Linked DNA regions of Mus musculus: region 2 is linked to region 1. The links are chromatin contacts, called in public promoter capture Hi-C maps. All regions are on one chromosome and are shown on one strand. The core of a region is the stretch at or near the end of the contact, and the rest is flanking DNA. Distances in the headings are between cores, read along the strand shown. Region 1 overlaps Pir (pirin). Region 2 holds the start of Vegfd (vascular endothelial growth factor D).

Region 1 (6,447 bases), core at 1,776-4,275:
TATCTACACCACGCCTTTGAGGGAATTTCACTATGCCCCATCCTACAAGGGGTTCAGTCCAGGAATGCCAGTGCCCATAGCCAGTTACAGTAGCACTTACCCTGACGGCCCAGGAAAGTTCATGATGGGTCTCCCACAGCCTGAAGCACAGGTGAAAGTAAACCTGTTCTTGGATATAGCAGGAAACCCAAAGGAAACATTCCTGACACCCAGGCCCACAGCCTCAGTGGGTACTCAAAACTGTTTATGACATATGTCAAGTCATTTCAAATTAAAGTCAGTGATCCCAGATTCATGTCTTCATTCGCAGACGGCAAGACCATATTCACACAAGTGTGTACATGCTCACATTCCCAGATCCATGTCCAGAGTAAATCTAAAACTGAAGAGAAATGCTGTATGTCCCATAGAGTGGCCAGTAGGCACCTACAGCTGCTTAAGTTTCACTTAAATCAAACTAATAGGATTTAAAGTCAGCCCAGCAGCAGCACTAGCCAGATTGCAAGTGCTCCATAGCCTCCCGTAGCTAATGGCTGCTGTAGCCAACAGCGGAGACTATAAAGCCTTTCTGTCTATACAGAGTTCTATTTGCCACTGTGATCTAGACAAAAAAAATTTGAAAATTAGATTTCAGCAATGGTGGGCATTTTGTCTCTCAAACTAATGGGCCTCTCATGTCATTATTTTATCAAAAGAAAAGAAACAACTCTAATATTCTCTTCCTTAAGGGTCTTGTAATCAAATCAGAGAAGAAAGATTAAAGAGACATCAAAGACATACAACATTTAATTACTTCAAAGACATGGTCATTTTGTTACAGGAAATATTCAAGTTAGTACTGGAGGTTTACAATGAGTGGTGGTCATGACACAAGGCTCTCTTTGCATGCTTTATGTAAATTGGATAATTTGTGCACACCTTGTGACTCCTAAAAAGATTAGCATTCAGTCTAAGAATTTGTGAAAGGCCTGCGATAGTGCTCTGCTAATGAGCCACTGCAGGCTTAACAGCAATGACTGTGGACATATTCTCATAACTGGATGCGTTTGTCATGCACCAGCTACCTCAGTATTTTCTTTAACCCTTAATGTGATTATCCTTTTTAATTTTTGAATTTTACTTAAAGATATCATTAACAATTATTATTATATGAGTGAACCAGAAAAATGAAATCTGATTAAAATTGCAATATCTACTGTTGGGACTTTAATTTTCACTCAAATATACTAAATCAAATAAAAGACCTTCTTTCTTTAAGAAAATCAGAACTTACAAATGAATTATCCTTGTTACCAACCTCCTAAACTAACAACTTTTACCAACTCCCTAAATCTTAACTCTGTAAAACCACACAAAGAAAAAGAATGAAAAAATATTTTTAAAAAGAAAGTCAAAACATATTCCCAAGAGGTATGAGAAAATATTTATGAAGTTTTGAGTACCTGTGAGATACCACATCAGCATCATCACTTATATGTGTGTGGGTGTTTTGCCTGCATCTATGCTCATGCACCATGGGCATGCTTGGGTGCTGCTGGAGGCTTGAGAGGACAGACATTCCCCTGGAACTGGAGTTATGGTGGTTGACAACCACCACGTGGGTTCTGGGACACCCTAGACATGATGACACTATACTGCTAGGTGGCATCCATGACTGAATATATAGAAGAAAGGGGTATAAGCAATCTCTCTCTCTCTCTCTCTCTCTCTCTCTCTCTCTCTCTCTCTCTCTGCTTCCTGACTTGATGCAGTTCTTTGCAGTTCTTTTTTAATTTATGAATTAAAAAAAGTGTGTGTGCGAGCATGAGTGCTTTTATTAGCATATAAATGAACAGTTTTTCTTGTGGCATTTTATACCATTTTGGTTTGGTGTACTCTTTCCTTCCTCACTCCTCTCCAGATCTAGTAGTTCTCCCTCCCTGCACATATGCAGGGAGCACCCCAGTACTCCCTTTTCCATCCTGCATAGTAGCTGGGGGAAGGAAAAATTGAGAACAAAGTGAAATGATGCACATGTATGAAGATTCCATGATGAATCTCTTATTTTGTATGCTAACCTAAAAAGTTAATTAGTCAAGAAAGTGTCTAATATATGAGATTTAATATATGTATGGAAGATATGACTGGTCAAAAATGACAGTTATATTTTATATTTGATCTTAGTCAAAAGGCCATGAAGTGATAATAATTATATGTTAAAGGAGTCAAATACAATACTACATATAAATTCATCAAATGAAATTTCATCCTGTGATTATTAATATATAGAGAGATGCTTGAACATCAATGGTGATCATCTCAAGATGAAAAATGCAGGCATGTTTTATTATTAGTTCCTTTCTACAATGAATATTTTCCTTTTTTTTCCCCAATAGAAACGAATTTTATTCCGAAAACAAGGATGCCTCTTCCAATCATTAAAATGAGTGTTATCAATTAGTCTTTATAAATTTACCCCCCAGCTCATGGTTTGGACAGGAAGGTAACAGCAAGTATGACTCCACACTACATGTGAGGACAATGGAACACAGACTTTCTCACATTTAATGTTCAATTTCTATGGGAGTCACTAAGGCTAGAATGGGAATAAATCACTTGACATTCAATAACTTTAAGGGGACATACAGCAAGTTTCCAGTTTTCAAAGAAGTAGCCAAACTATAAGGAGCACTGTCTATAATTGCTTTCCTGTCTTTCCTATTTACGTTTAGCTTGTAATGAATCTCCCTCTTGGGTTCTCAAAGAAGACCTTCTTAAATCATAGTCCCAGATTATTTTTAATTACTCAAGTCAAACATAATGTCTTTCAAGTTGCAAACCATAAAACACACACACATAATATATACATATATATGTCTTTATATTATTAGTCTTTATATACAATATTTGTTTTTTTATTATTGCTAAGTGTCATAAATGCTTGATGGCAACTTTGCTTATGAATTTCTGTCTGTAGAACATCTTTAAAAGAAAGAAAACCCTGGGGCAGTTACATCTGAGCGTGGAGACAAGCCACATGATCTTTTTAGGGCCTTACATAATCACAAACGCCTGGAGAACTGCCATGGGTGGTTGACGAATTGTGTTATGTTTAAGCTCGAGTTGTGTGTGTCCAATTAAGTAATAAGTTTGTAATCTGAACCAGGTGTTCCTCGGAGCACTTGATATACTGTTTGGTCTCCTGTCTTCCTTTCCTCCTTCTAGTCCTTTCCATGGATCTTTACCAAGTATTTTTGTTCCCTTGTAAGTTCTTAATTCTTTGGCTGTTTTGCATTTGGAGAAAGACACAATCTCACACTGCGATGAAGGAAAAGTAATTTACCATGTAAAGTGTGAGAAAAGTGACTGTCCGAGAGAACTTTAAATTAAGCTGGAAGAATTCCCACACAAGAGAAAAGACAGTTTGTTGTTTTGTTCCAGCTGCTATATAGAAAGAAGAGCAAGGAGGAGACCTCATTCTGTGTCTGGATACAAAACACAAGACTTACCCTGTAAAGCCAAAACTGTACATTAGGGGAACAACTGTATTTCCTTTCCATTTCTTTTTGCCCTAAAATTGTGAGTTGTTTTTTTTTTTTTTTCCCTACTGGTAACTGGGTAGTAAAGATACCGCAAATTGAGGTCACGGCTGACAAGAGATGCCAGCAAGGAACATATTGTGTAATAGAAGCTGTGAACTGTTCTCAGGGCCGGAAATCCAATGTTTGTAAAAGGAAAACTTCTTCACAACACGAGCAATCTCTCTGAACCCTGAAAAAAATCACTCCACTAACTCTACACATCTAACACTGATCCTATAATACACACAAGTCCCAAAAGGTGGTCATTAACAATAGTGTTTTTAAAAAAATAAAACTGAAACACAGGGTGGGAACACAGTTTGGATGTTCATCAAGCCAGCAAATGCAAGCAGGATGCTGTTCCTCTCGTCCTACTTTGGCATGGTCCTGTCATAGACCTACACAGGGGCCAGGCCTTCAAGAACTCCTGCCTCAGTACTCCCTATTGGGGGTGGGGGGTGCTCTTTCTGCATCTAGAAGCTAGTCAGGTTTAGGCCTGCTTAGAGTCACCAGGTTGCCATCTGCGAGTTGTGAGCTGCAGACAAAAGTAAAGACAGTTTGTTGTTTACTCTTTATTTACTCTTAGAGGGATCAGTGGACTCAGATACAACATCGACCGATTAAGTTGGGCTCCTGAGGTATGGTCAGAACAAAATGATAACATGTGACCAGGAACCCAGCACATGTTCAGTAAGTTGGAGAATGAGCACATCTGTGACTTCGCCTTGGGCAGGGATCACATCTGTAAGTCCTCCCTCACACCTTCCCACCTGCTTCCCCAGATATTCCCATGGTTCTGTTTGTCACTTCATTCAGGCCACAGTTCAAAGATCACAGACTGAAGGAAATCCTATCTCAGTCTACTCTATCCTATGCCAGATTGTTTCTTCTTCCCAGCTTTTTCACTACAGGATGCTGTCTGATAAAATTATTCATTTTATTGGTTATCTAAAAGAATATAAGATCCACGGAAGCTGGGACTTTGAAACATTTAATTAGTGTAAACAATGGATTCTATTGTGTACAGTCTACAGTCTCATCAACAGCGAATACGTGTTCCATTTCCCCATGTATCTTCACCAACATTTGTGGTTGTTTGTGGCCTTAGAGAGAGCCATTCTGGACTAGAGTGAGATGCAATCTCAACCTAAGTGTGACTTGCATTTCCAGGATGACCAAGGAGAGTCAACATCCTTTGCCTATACTTATTGGCCATTTGTACTTCTTTCGAAAACTTTTTGCTCATTTATTGCTCAGGTGAATTTTTTTGGTATCCATTTCCTGAATTCTTTATATGCTCTACATATTAATCCCTTTGACAAGGAGATTCATTTGAGGAAAAATAATTAGTGAACTTCTAATTTCCATTCTGTAGCCTGTCTCTTCACTCTGTTGATTATTTCTTTGCCACACAGAAGCTTTTTAATTAGATGCACATTTGTCAATCCTTGCTGCTGTTTCCTGAGTCACTGGGGTTGTATTCAGAAAGTCATTGTGTATGACTACATCTTGAAGCACTTTCAACAAAGACATTTTTTAAAAACTCAACTGTACCCTGAATACAGCTGTCATTGATGATGTATTGAATACATTAATCAATCTTATATTTCATAATCTTCATGCATTTACTAAACATTTAGCCCTAAGTATATACCATAATCTACATTTGATTATTGTGGCTCAGTGTCATTAAGGTTACAGCATAGCAACAGCAGAGCAAGAAATTCAATCAACATTTTTCTGTCTCTCAGAATGAAACTATTTTTCCTAGCCCATGTTGCCTCATGAATGCTGAGGAGGTTTTATGAGCACAGTGGTTGCCTCTGAGGAGAGATCTGACAGGAGATGAAACAGCAGGCAGAATTAGGTAGGGGTTTCATGAAAGAAACAAGAGAACTTTGCCAATTCAGGTGAATCAGCCATTTCGAGTAAAGATAAAATCCCAGGGCTGTATACAAAACTGAAAATAATCCTTGTGATTCCTGAAGGGATGGGATCAATTAAAAGACCCAAAGCTACAATACCCTAAGATGAGGTGACTGGTCCTTCATTATGGACATTCAAGAGCTTTACTTAATAACATCTAGCTACAAAGAAAAAAAAAAAGAAACTCACTTACTTTGCTAATGTCTTTCAAATCTACCCATTTCCCTTGCACCCTGAGTAAAATTTCTGACATGCATGTTAAGATTCTGTAACAATCATATTCATAAACCTAACTACTCAGGCAAGTTGAATCACAGACTCCCTCACTACCTTCCACCTGTCCCTAGATCTCCTGAAGAAGAAATATCCCTTCCTCTTCAAACCCAAAAGCGCAATCTTAGGATGACTCTCTTCAAACAAAACTTCTGACTCGCCGTGTAACTCCCAGCTACCTTCTTAACTGCTATGACCTACCTCCAATAAAAAGATGTGGTGACGGACCTCACTTCTATTGTCAAGTATATGACTTACCAACGTCTATGACTACTCACATTTCAAGCACACAATAGTATTCTATGCCCATACAGTGGAAAAGTCAGTAGCTACAACTTGTAGCTTAAGAGAGCCCCCTGCCAATTCAAAGGATGTGTGTCATGCTTCTAGTTCTCAACCTGGAGATCTTGCCCCTTTTGGGGTCAAATTACCCTTTCGCAAGAGTGACATAAGAGTCACAGATCAGATATCCTGTATATCAGATATTTACATTAGGATTTATAACAATAGCAAAATTACAGTTATGAAGTAGTAACCTAAATAATTTTATGGCTGTGGGTTGCCACAACATGAGGAACTATATAAAGGGTTGCAGCATTACAAAGGATGAGAACCACTGGACTACAGTCAGGCCTAACTAAACTAGATGCAGGCTTCGCTAATAGGTACATTGGTAAATAAGTATGTC
Region 2 (6,447 bases), core at 2,029-4,528, 82 kb before region 1:
CTGCCTGTCTAAGCTAAATAAACAGCATAATTCTCTAAGCTAAGAAGTTAAGTTCAGACCAGGAGGAGGGAGCAACCTGGAGATAGATTTAACATCACAGCCATTCTAGAACAGATGTGGCCAGAGAAGGGAGAGTGGAGAAAAGGATACTCTCATAGACTTAGTACTGAGGGGGACCCATGCTGATTTGAATAACAAGTTACATATTTGTATATCTAAAGGCAAAAACTAATCAAGTACCAGTATCTTAAACCATTCCTACCCTGAATCTATTTCTATGATACATTTTAATTTAAATAAGAAGGACATCACTGTTAAGAAATAGATTTCATTGGTTTTGTTTTCATTTTAAAAGGGGTGTGTTTGCAAAGGCTCAGTGCAGCACTAAGCCTCAAACCACCCAAGGCCTGACAAACCATGCAGAGCTAGGAAATCTGCACTGAGAAAGGGCATCTCAGTGTGAATTTTCTAAGAAATCTGCACTGAGAAAGGCCATCTCAGTGTGAATTTTCTAAAATAGAAGAATAAAAAACTTGTCTCTAAAATCTGATTAAAAAAAAAAACTGTTTTCCCAAGTGAATTCCCTTTTATTCATGAGAACAAAAGTACTCGGATACTATACAAAGCCTTTAATCCCAGCACTTGGGAGGCAGTGGCAGGCAGATTTCTGAGTTCGAGGCCAGCCTGGTCTACAGAGTGAGTTCCAGGTCAGCCAGGGCTATACAGAGAAACCCTGTCTCGAAAAACCAAAACCAAAACCAAAACCAAAACCAAAACCAAACCAACCAACCAAACAAACAAACAAAACCTTAATTTTCTCCAACTTTTAAAATAAAATGGAATATTTGCTGAATGAATTTAGCATAGAAAATGTCAACCCATCACAATTATATTTATACATATTGGTAGATAAGTTCCTGACTTCCCACATCAGAGGATTAATTTTATTTTTACCAAAATGGGCAGAATAGCATTTTGTATGTTACAGATCATTCTTTTCTAGTCCTTTCCAAACATTCCTGTGTCACTTAAAAATGTTAGTAGAGGTTGCTTCTTTGGAAATTGAGGCCTTTTTATTTTCCTTTGAAAGTATGGCATCTGAAGAACACAGTATCGTGAGTCGGGTGGAAAGGGAGGCAGAAGCCATTTTCCTCCTAGATGAGAAGCATTCTGTGTGATTGCTGTATAATAAATTGATTTTTACACTTAAAAAAGGTGTGTGGGGAGAAGAGAATATATAAATCAAAATTATGTATTTTATTATGCTTCACCACCCAGTAATGTGTGTCCCCAAACTTTAATTACAGGCAGCACTTCATATAAGAAACAATCTAATTTAGCTGGGGGCCCGGTAGCTGTAAACTCACTAGATGTAGCTTCCCTCTTTTTCAAGGGAAAATATAAGGACATGTAAGAGAAACATTGAAAGGCATGTTAGTAAACACATGTTGCACATTTGCCATCTGTTAGGGCATGTTTTCTGTCACATAAAAATCCAGTCGCTCTTTCTCACTGCCCCATTCAAGAAATTTAAGTAGAAACAGTAAACTTAAAACTTCACTATATCCAGGACACAGAGAGGATTCTGGTAGCTGTGTCTATAAAAGAGTAAAAATTCTGAAGAGGGATGACTTCACTGGGGCATAGGGTTGAAGGCTGGTAGTAAGTGAACTGTCGAACAGTATTATGTACTATGCTGGGTTAGAAAGTCTTCGATGTAGCAGCCTGACTCTTTCAAGCTTTGTGAGTCCAAAATGCACATGGCAGAAAGGACACTTCTCAGCTCTACCTGACTGCCACCAGCCTTGATATTGGACCTCCATGTCAGGCTGCAGGGGAAAGGAAATCCACTTTTGAGTATAGTTGACAGGGTGAAAACTGTAAATGGAGCAGTTAGTCTTGACCTATGAAACCTGGATGCAGAGTTACTACCTGTTTATGGACTCTATGCATATGATGGTTCCCATGTCAAAGAGTTCACATCGTCATGAACTAATTTTCCCCTCTGGGGGGCGATATGCTCCCCCGTATGGAAAATTCAAGCCATAAAACTCAAGCCCACATCTGATTTCTATCTGCTCATAGCCAGAGATTTCTAAATCAGTCATGATTTAGTAGCACTCCAGTCAAAACAATTGCATCCGGGTCCTTTTCAAAAATAAAAAGGCTTGAAAGATACAAAATATGAAACGAAAATGTTATTCTAGCAGTCAGTAATCCCATTGTTCATCCTTTTTGCATGGTTCTCAATGTCTTGGGCTGTCCTTGATGCCTGCTCATAGAACCAAAGATCTGCTGACTACTTTATCTTAGACACATTTCTCTAAAGCAGAAACAGGAAAACAAAAACAAACCCCAAGAAAACTTGTCTTTCCTGAATGGTAGCAATTGGTAATTGGTAATAAGCAAAACCAGACAGAAAACATCCACACACACACACACACACACACACACACACACACACAAAAACCACTGTGATTTTCAATTTACAGAAGAAATTACTCAACCTGGCTGCTCACAAAAACCTACAAACCAAGGGCCCACAAAATTGTGTGTGTCACAGAGGCAAATCACAGCTTCAACAGAAAACCACTGTGCCATCTGCAAGCACAACTGGGAGCAAACTGGTTCCGTGTCAAAGATTTCCAGAATGCTCATGTTCTGTCCCCATTCCAAACACACACACACACACACACACACACACACACACACACACACACTTTCAAACATTCATGGTAAGAAACTTATTAAGCCCCCAAAGTAAAGCATTAATACACACAGGCTAAGAATAGGCAGGGCTTTTAGACTGCTTCAAAACCAGCGAGGGCAAAGGACTTTTTCTGTGAAAGCCAATAAAGAGAAATATTCAAGCTCACCTACCTTCACTGGTCCATGTTCGCTCCTGAAGCCCTGCACCAAGTACACATGGAACATCATGAGGATATTCCCCATTCCCCATTCTCCATACATTTTGAATATTTTAAATGTCTACCGATGACTAAGCAGTTGTTTCCAGGCAGCTACTGAAAAGTGTTGCAAAAGGCATTCTCCAGAAGCAAAGTTTGAAGCCCCAAACTTTACATGGAAAAAAACAATCACATGATCAGTTGTAATTAAAATCCAATGAAATGACTTGAGTAAGTCAAGGGACTCCCTCACTGCCTCACACACAATCTTAGTATGGGAGAAAGCAATGAAAAATATTTCAAAGTTTCCCGCTGCAAAAATAATCAGGAGGTGGTCATATCTTCCACTTGAAACTAGAAATCACTCTACAGACATTTCTTATCCAGAAAGTTGAAGATAAAAAAAAAAACCCCACCCTACGCTCAAGGTTCTAGCTGCTTTATAAGGAGGTGGTATGACCACAAACACTTGCAGTTACAGCAGGCTAAAACCCAACTATGGATTCAAACTTTTTCACAACCTTCAAGAGAGCTTGCAGGAGCATATGTCTTAAATCTGACAGAGTTTGGCAGAAAACGCTGGGAAGTCTTGGCTGGAATCCTGCTGTGTTCCTAGCAAGAGCAGGGCAGTTTTAAAAGCTGACTCACATGGGCAGGACTGCTGTGTTTTTTTTTTTAAGCACGTTGCCTGTAACATGAAACCCAGAACACAGTTCTGATGGCCAGGATGGCAGATGGGCTTCAGTAGAGGGACTTTAGATGCTCAGATATCTGCTGTCAGCAGCACAGAAAGCAGCAGCAACAAAAAACATGCTTCAAGAAACCCCAAAGGGCAGAGAATAAAAAGGCATCTATCTACTCCCATATAAAAAAGCACATGTAAATAGCAATTAATTTTTATAGGTGCTTAATAATTTCTACCAAATGAAGAACATTGATTTTTTAAAAGCAACAAGTAAAATTATTTGCATGTATCAGGAAATATTTTACATATGTTACTGCCATTTTTTTATTGTTTGTAGTTTTCCTTTTTAAATTAAACATATTCTTTGACAATTTCAAACATGAATATAATGCATTCTGAAGATTCATTACAAAAAAACATCTTTTTAATGTGGAATTCTATTTTTTATTTTTCCATTTTCAAGACAGATGGGCTTGGAAATCGGAGATACCCAATGTCTCTGACTCCTAGAGTGCTGGGATTAAAGGACTCTGCATCACTAAGCCCAGCTTAATGTGGCTTCAGAAGCACCAGCTAAACTAGCCTTGGAAATTTAATATACCGAATGGCCAGTCCATCCAAGTGGCAGCGTCTCAGCTCTTCATTAGTTTCCAATCTTTGACTTCCAGGTTCTGGCCCCCTCAAAACCATTTTTTGCATTTCTGAAATCAAGAATGGCCTGAGAAATTTCCTCATTGGTATTCATCACAAATGGACCTAGGGCAGAAAGAGACATTCACAAAGTTCTGGGTGATGACATGTTCCTCTATCACTATAATTGTTATGTATTCCTATAGCTCCTCAGTTAAAACAAAATCTAGGCATAGCTGGGCATCAATAGCCCATTTTCACACTGTTCAGTCATACGGAACTAGTTAGCATTTGTGTTTTGTGGCTAGGACTATATACAATTATATGTTATCATTCAGACCAGACTTAGATAAACAGGATTGAGTCTCACTGTCTACTGAAGGTTCCTCACAAGCAATGACAATCCCTTTTTCCAGCACATTCTGTAGTTGTTATTTTGTAGATCCTGAACTTATGGCAGGAATTGAACCAACTTGATATTATAAAACCAGCTAGATTGTAGCAGAGTTTTGGTATCTGGCTAAGCAGTGGACGGGGCTCTGCCTTTCTGGGATGTGTCTCAATCTATTTTGAAAACTAACAGAATTTTCCTTACAACAAAGAGAAGTATTAATCACTTCCAAACAACTTGCACATTTGCATTTTTTGGTAGTTCTCCAGAAGATACCTTCATGTGCCCTATAGGAACCATAGAGTAGGTCAAGTTTTTAAGTTTGGCTAGTTTCTCCTTCCTGTCACGAGTCACTATCATACTCTTGCAAGTAAAGGGACTTTCGTCTTTCTTTAACTTTTTTTAATGTTTCTATTGTTTTATCTTTCATTCCCATCATAATTTATCTTCCCACCCCCCCACCATTCCAAAAGATATGTTATACTAGTGTGATCATCCTCTTGCCAGGGATCACCAACACCATAGCTTTAATAAATTTTATTAATATATTTCAAGGCAAGAAGCATTTTTAAAAATTATTTCATAGTGTTAACCATTTTTTTGTAATTCATCAAAGGGCTAGGAAAAGGCCACTTTAGATTTTATCAGTCAAACAGACCAAATACTGGGTCAAGGACTCACTTGCTGCACATAATAATTTTCCCATTGTTTCCCCAGTGAGGCCACACTAATCTTATGCCACAACTTTCTGTAGTATGTATCTATATCCTATTTTGACACCATACCATGTCCCTCAGTTTTATAAACTGTCCTTGGGTCACCTAGGAAGGTGTAGGGAACAGAGGAAGTCTTGACTGAATGTGTATTATTGATAAGAACCAATGTCTCCAACTGCAGAGACCACCCACACAGAGACCCCACAGAGATGAGCTAACTTCTTTCCCCTGTGCTACACACACACACATACACACACACACACACACACACACACACACACACACACACACACATGAAAAGTGCCAAGATTCTGGGTTGTAGCATAGTCAGTGGTACCAAGTACAGGGCAACCGAGTCCAGCTCTCTGAAGATGTGTCTGTATGTCCATCTTTTCTTCATTCCCTTGTCACCCTAGACAGGTTTCCAGTGTGGTTTTGAAGACTCAATAAATTAGCACTTGCAAAAGACTATGACCGATTCTTAGTAAATAGTAAATGGCATCAATGCATATGCTAAGAAAATGAAATATCTGCATTTTTTTCTCACTTGTAGGAGGGACATAACTCCATCAAAGTTAAGATAGTTTTCCATTCCAACATGCTATGACTTCTATGCCTAATGTCATCATTCTGACCACTCAATCACAGGAGGAGCAGGCTGTTAATAATTCACAAAAACCACAACCAGCCGCCAAGTACTCAGGATGTTTGTGGCTGCCTATAAACATGCAAAGGCAAAACAAAACAAAAAACGTAAAAAGGAGACTAAATTAAGCTAACTAGACAAAATGCTTTGCCTCTAGTAACTGACAGCCCAAGAGGCATATATTTTTGTCTGATTAATGTTGGCTGGTGTTTACAAGAATACCCAGTGTCGGAGGCACTGGAAGAGGATTTGCATACACAGTGCCTGCCATTTTGCTTTGTCATCTTCATTTCAACTGGACTCTTGAACTTCTAAAAACTGCTATGGAGGAAAGGGCTAACGTAAAAGGGTTTCACCCCAAGCACACTTCTCCTCTACAAATTCCAGTCTACAACTAGATAATGAGCCTACTACATTTGGTTGTAGTTTTCTTTGCAGAAGAACAATTTTATTCAGTCGTGACAAAAGGAAGA

The links. Promoter capture Hi-C pulls out the DNA fragments that hold promoters and counts their contacts.
Region 2: a promoter capture Hi-C map of the 3T3-L1 cell line shows a contact between it and region 1, with 4 times the contacts expected there. The contact joins the promoter of Vegfd here to the enhancer-like site in region 1. A contact is called at or near these places in 16 of 39 promoter capture datasets (the 3T3-L1 cell line, 3T3-L1-derived adipocytes, the C10 cell line and 9 more), 1 of 15 datasets of contacts at CTCF or cohesin (CD8 T cells), 17 of 484 Hi-C or Micro-C datasets (the 3T3-L1 cell line, the C10 cell line, the C2C12 cell line and 12 more), 4 of 115 datasets of contacts at active chromatin or transcription factors (embryonic fibroblasts, embryonic stem cells and epiblast stem cells) and 3 of 9 other capture datasets (adipose tissue, liver and macrophages).

The regions. Positions count from the first base shown.
Region 1 is chrX:164,287,994-164,294,440 of GRCm38.p6, reverse strand. All of the region lies in intron 3 of Pir (pirin), which reads right to left. Among named protein-coding and RNA genes, the nearest start is that of Gm22023, 8.1 kb to the right of the region's middle. Within about 2 kb of position 3,025, at least 6 of the 459 cell types and tissues checked have an H3K27ac peak or open chromatin away from gene starts, as enhancers often do. A contact at or near this core is called in second pharyngeal arch cranial neural crest, where this site is marked.
Region 2 is chrX:164,370,353-164,376,799 of GRCm38.p6, reverse strand. Vegfd (vascular endothelial growth factor D) reads right to left here and starts at 3,278. Exons shown (of 7, transcript NM_010216.2): 1 at 2,881-3,278. The coding sequence starts at 2,970. It overlaps Pir (pirin), which reads right to left. Exons shown (of 10, transcript NM_027153.3): 10 at 3,787-4,347. The coding sequence ends at 4,235.